Regions from separate parts of the Mus musculus genome. Here region 1 is linked to region 2. The links are chromatin contacts, called in public Hi-C maps. All regions are on one chromosome and are shown on one strand. Each heading gives the region's core, a stretch centred on a gene start, on an enhancer-like site or on the middle of the called end of the contact. The rest is flanking DNA. Distances are from core to core; before and after follow the strand shown.

Region 1 (2,729 bases), core at 55-2,554, 300 kb after region 2:
ATTACCCAGAAGGCATATAAAACAGCAGAGTCTAGATCCTACTCCATACCCAGAGCAACAGGGACTGTTAGATCTCTTTAGGTGATTCAGTGAGATATTTTCTATTTATTTTTATTTTTATTTTTGAAACCAGTCTCACTGTACAGCCTTTAGAACTCACTATGTACCCCAGGCTAAGCTCAAACTCACAGAAATCAGCCTGCCTCTGAGTGCTGAGATTAAAGGCATGTGCCCGCCACCACACCCAATTTATATAGTGCAGGGGACAAAACCCTGACATCCTGCACGTGAGGCGAGCACTCCACCAACTGAGCTACATTTCCAGGCAAATACCCTTAAATGTTATCCTGCCTTAGTGGTTCACTGTGGCTAGCACTGAGTGTGGGGGCTAGTCCCAGCGCTTAAGTTAAATACAGCTTCACTCTCTCTACCTCCTAGCTATACTGAATATCCCAGAATGGGGGTTGTGGCGGAGCCACACCTATGCTGATTCTCCAGAGACTTTGAATGTTGCAGATCAGAGACAGATTATCCTGAGCAATCTTTGATCCCCCTTCATAGCTATGTATTGCCCTCATCTGTGTGCGACCTATGTGTCACTTGAAATGTGCTGTGGTGTATTAGATTGCTACTTTTCATCAATCACAAACCAAGAATAGCCACAGATAGCATCTCAAAACTATGGGAGAGACCCCCTTCCCTATACTCAGAGCTATGGGAGAGACTTTCTTTCCTATACTCAGAGCTATGGGAGGGACCCCCTTTCCTGTACTCAGAACTGTGGTAGGAATCCCCTTTCCTGTACTCAGAGCTATGGGAGAGACATCTTTTTATCATCTGCTTGCCTAATGTTCTCACCAATTTCGAGGAGCACATTACTTTATGGCTGCTTTGTTCTGCAAAAACCTATGAAACTGCTACCATGTCGGATATGTTTGACATTTGTGGACATCTGACTATTCTCAAGCCATGGCCACTCATCACTGCTTTCAGCATAAACTCACTGTTATTCCCGTTGATGAGAGCTGTGTTTTGCATCCACGGAAGGGACTGTGGAGTCTGAAGGAGTCTGGGCACTCCCTCGGGATACCATTTTCTTCCTAAGCAGATTCGAGTCTTTGTTGCTTTATTGAAAAACTGGATATGAGAATTAGTACAAAAAGATGGTTTATATTTACTGAGGAGACAAGAGCCCTCAGCTTCTTTCTACAACGCTTGCAGCGTGATTTCTAAAGATAAAAGGAGCGCAGGGAGTGCGCATGCTCAGCTGTGAGGTAAGTTACCAGCGGGGGTAAGCGGTTCCTCTGGGGGACAGCGCCACCTCTGGCGTGCTCCATTGCTCCATTGCATGAGATTCTTCTCGACTCCAGCATGGGGCTACATGACGCCAGCATGGGCCTTTCTGGATAAATTTTAATTCTTTCGGGTCCTTGTTAGAGAGCTTAAACTCCGAGGAGAAAAAAATTAGAAAGTGGAAAAAGGATCAACTGGTCAGATTTAAGCTTACCTCTGAAGCTGCTTCCTGGTGGCCTGGAAAAGAACCTTAGTGAGCTGGACCGTCTTACGTCAACTCCGTCACAGGCTGATGGCGTCTGAGAGGAGGGAGGCTCAACTGAGAACATGCCTCTATAACACCAGGTTGTAGGAAAGCCTGTAGGGCATTTTCTTAATTAGTGATTGATGGACAAGGCTCAGCCCATTCTGGGTAGGGTGGACTGGTGGTCCTGTGTCCTATAAGAAAGCAGGCTGAGCAAGCCATGGGGAGCAAATCAGTAAATAGCACTCTTCCACGGCCTCTGCACCATCTCCTACCTCCGGGTTGCTTCTTGACTTCCTTTGATCGCGAGCAGCGTTGTGGAAGCCTAAGACACACTCTTTCCTCCCCAAGCTGCTTTGCTTGTGATGTTTCATCAGAGTGATTGTAACCCTAAGACATTTAGCTTTAAGGGGACCTGCCGCTGGATTCCCATGGCTCTGTCCCTTGAGGGAAGCAGCCTGGACCATATTCTGCTCTTTCAAACTCCAGCTTCAGTGGATTGTTCTAGCTCGAACTCTTCTTATTCCTTAGCTTGAACTTTTCAGCCCTTGTAACTCTGAGCCAAAGGGGATGTCTCAGGACATTCTTCCAGAAGAGGGCGCTGTTCCACCCTTGCTGAAATCATTCTGAGAGCCGTCAGGTCTTAAACGTCCCAACACTGGCAGGAGCCAAGCTATTCCAGACATTTAATTAATTAATAGCTTTCAGGAGGCAGAGGCTAGTGGATCTCTGTGAGTTCCAGGACAGCCTGATCTACAAAGACCCTGTCTTAAAAACAAAACAAAACAAACAGAAAGGCATACAGTTGCCAGAAAATTGTGTTTGGTAGAAAACAACCAACCAACCCAACCAACCAACCATCCCAAAACCCTCCTCAATCCACCACCACCAAAACTTTCTTTACTCCTTCCACCCTCTCTCCTCTCCCTCTCTCCCTCCTCGTCCTCCTCCTCCTCCTTCTTCTCCTTTCTCTCTCTCTCTCTCTCTCTCTCTCTCTCTCTCTCAAACCCTGTCTCAGAAAACCAAAGGAAAAACCACTAACAACAAAACATAATTAATTAATTGTGTATGTATGTGCATGTGTGCATGCACTCCATGGTGTACATCCTGGAAATTGGTTCTCTTCTTCTACTAAGAGAGTTCAAAGGGTTGAATGCAGGTCATCTGGTTTGGTGGCAAGTACCTTTAACCG
Region 2 (2,712 bases), core at 188-2,687:
CATCTCATGGTCACAGTGACCCCATGAGATAGCCCATTTCCCACAGGACAATTGGAGGCTTAATTCTTAGCCCAAGATCACACAACAATATTCAAAATCAAGTCTTCTGGCCTCCAAAGATCAAAAGTCCTGAATTATTAGAGATCACTCATTAAATAGCTGTCAACTGACTCATCTCCATGTTTAGGTCAGCAATGCAAATGGCTGACCCACCTACAAATGGCTGACCCGCCTTTATGCATGCCCAAGCCCATTCAATCTTCTTCCTGTGCAAGGTGCCGTGGCCCAGTCTCTCTCCAGGTGAGGTTTGGACTCAACAAAGGTTTAAGGAATGTGAGCAGGTCTGCCTGTCACCTGCAAGGTCCTCTATCTGTGTCAGCAGAATACAGACACCCAGCAGCAAGCCCTTGGCTCCATGGGGCCACAGCATGAAAGTCAGCAGGTCCCCCTGAGTTGCTGTGTGAGAGGTACCCTCTCAGGGCACTGACAAACTCAATCAGGGAGGACCATGATCAAGGTGTGACTTCGACTGTGCTAAGCCACTGTGATTGACTAGGGACTAGGGACATTAGTCAGTCAGCACTCACTAACTAATATACTAGGAAGACTATGGCTTCCGTGAAATAAAAAATGGAGATTTGACCATTAGGATCTTGAAGTCTCACTTAGTTCTCTGTAGTGACAGTCTACTTGGGTGTTGGGAAGTGTCAAAGCCAGGGTGTCCTCCACACCTGAGAAATCTTGGGATTCCTATGACATTCTTTCTACCCTTCCAGCCCCTGCCCTTCACCACTCATGTTTACAGGTAGGACCAAGCTGTCTCTGCTAAGAGGCTCTTTGTCCACAGTTTTACCCATCCAAGACCCCTTTTTTCCCCATAACGCCTCTCCCGTGTGTTCTAGACAGTTCTAAGCAAACACACACTGTCTTCAACCTCAGCAGCAGTGTGGACAGCTTCTGGGGGCTCTGCTCGCTGGCCACAGCCTCCCCACCCACTTCTGCCCACCTAGTGACCTTCGTGGGAACTTAGACCCACAAAATTCTTCCGCCAAAAGGGGGGCTGAGGACAGGCCTGGATCTTGAGAAGAAAATAGAAAGGTTTGGCTCTTTGAAAAGTACTGACTTTCTGAATGATCCTCCCTTGATATCTGTAAGCCATTATGTTTAATAAACACAGGCGGGAAGAACGTCTTCTTCTGCGGCTCATGCGTTAACCCACAGAATGAAGGGGGTGTCAGTGCACAGGAAGTAGTGATGACACAGCCACACAGACCCCGAACCACTAGAGAAAAGAGTATGTGTGGAATGTCGGTTTTTTTTTTTTTTTTTTTTTTTTTTTTTTTCTGTACTGAAACTAACTTCTCCCTCTTCTGGCGTGCCAAAGCACTTCAGGGAAAGCTATTTCTGTCAGCTCACAAGCGCCATGCTCTTGGGGGCTGGAGTTGGACCTCAGTACCTCCCTGTCTGTGGCCTCACAGTGCCCTGGCCTTCAGGGGCTTGTGAATCACACACACAATAGGAAAAAACCCAAACCAAACCAAAACAGACAGGAAGAGTTGAAACTGGGCTTTTGTGTGCTGTGACAAGAGTGCAGATGTAAAGCCAAGGACTTGGTTATATTTGGTGGGAGTATTTGGTTATCTACGGTAGAGGTATTTGGCTGTGGACAGAGTGGGAGAGAGGGAAAGACGGGGATACTCGTAGAGTAGAGGCACACTATTCCTAATATTACAGTATATTTGGTTGACTATTAGAGTGGAACTGTTAGGGACTGGCCATTATTCCTCCCCTTCAGTAAATGATCCCTTTCTCTGACTTCAGGAGTAGCTGGGAACTGGCTTGAGAGACTACCCCAGCCGAGGCTATCCCAAAATCCACGTCCTGGGCTGGAGACTAGAATCCATCCTCGGAGAACCCGGGGCTAAGCCTTGCTTCCTCTCTCTCCAGCCCTCCAACTCCTGCTCTGTCTCCTGTAAGCTACAGAATCCTAGCCACTGAGGGCACGGCTGCTGGGTACCCCAGTGCATGTTGTTCTAACACCTGGCTCACAATATAAATTACCATCAATTCCAAGGGCGAAAGTCAAGGTTAATGACAAAACAAAGGAATGCATAGTTAACCAATAAAAGTGTTCTACCGCTACCCAAGATGAAATAAGGTTAATTAAAGTAATTTTCAAAAATGCTAGCAGGACCACAGTTCCGGGGAATGTGTGAGCAGGGCAGGCACGTTTGCATCCTTAAGGGACGTAAGTGATCCAGGCAGACATAGAGGATGCATCTGCAGCCACGAAGGCCAACAACGAGTTAGCTTTATTTTTGCAAGCCTCTTTTGTTTTTGACACATTCAGGCACTATTACATCTAAAATTCAGTGCCCTAAGCATTATATGCTGATTTCTATTTATAAAAGCCGAACTATAGGAAAAGTAATTGATTAAGTTAACCATTCATCCGTAGGTACTTAAGCATGAAGATCTATGGGGCCCGGCACTTGGTCATCTTCAGCCATTATTGCACAGTCTATAAGAATACAAAATGGCCGGGTTTCTATGGCACAGCTGCGACTTTGATGGATCGTGAGAAGACATGGCCACCATTTTTAATTCTGGAAATGTAAGCTTTTCTGGAGTAAATTAACCTAATCACACAGCACGAGTAAATTAATGCCAGTTCACTACCTAATTGCAAAAATAATATTAACCTGAAGAATC

Evidence for each region. Hi-C and Micro-C count contacts between places; a contact is called where the count stands out from the background.
Region 1: a Hi-C map of uterus shows a contact between it and region 2, with 6 times the contacts expected there. The contact joins two enhancer-like sites. A contact is called at or near these places in 2 of 15 datasets of contacts at CTCF or cohesin (embryonic stem cells and large pre-B cells), 77 of 484 Hi-C or Micro-C datasets (the AML12 cell line, B cells, the Ba/F3 cell line and 40 more), 13 of 115 datasets of contacts at active chromatin or transcription factors (bone marrow-derived dendritic cells, bone marrow-derived macrophages, craniofacial prominence and 7 more) and 1 of 9 other capture datasets (embryonic stem cells).

Annotation. Positions count from the first base shown.
Region 1 is chr6:51,508,162-51,510,890 of GRCm38.p6, forward strand. No RefSeq gene overlaps it. Among named protein-coding and RNA genes, the nearest start is that of Snx10, 14 kb to the right of the region's middle. Within about 2 kb of position 1,305, at least 77 of the 459 cell types and tissues checked have an H3K27ac peak or open chromatin away from gene starts, as enhancers often do. A contact at or near this core is called in uterus, where this site is marked.
Region 2 is chr6:51,210,239-51,212,950 of GRCm38.p6, forward strand. No RefSeq gene overlaps it. Among named protein-coding and RNA genes, the nearest start is that of Gm32403, 4.2 kb to the left of the region's middle. Within about 2 kb of position 1,438, at least 36 of the 459 cell types and tissues checked have an H3K27ac peak or open chromatin away from gene starts, as enhancers often do. A contact at or near this core is called in uterus, where this site is marked.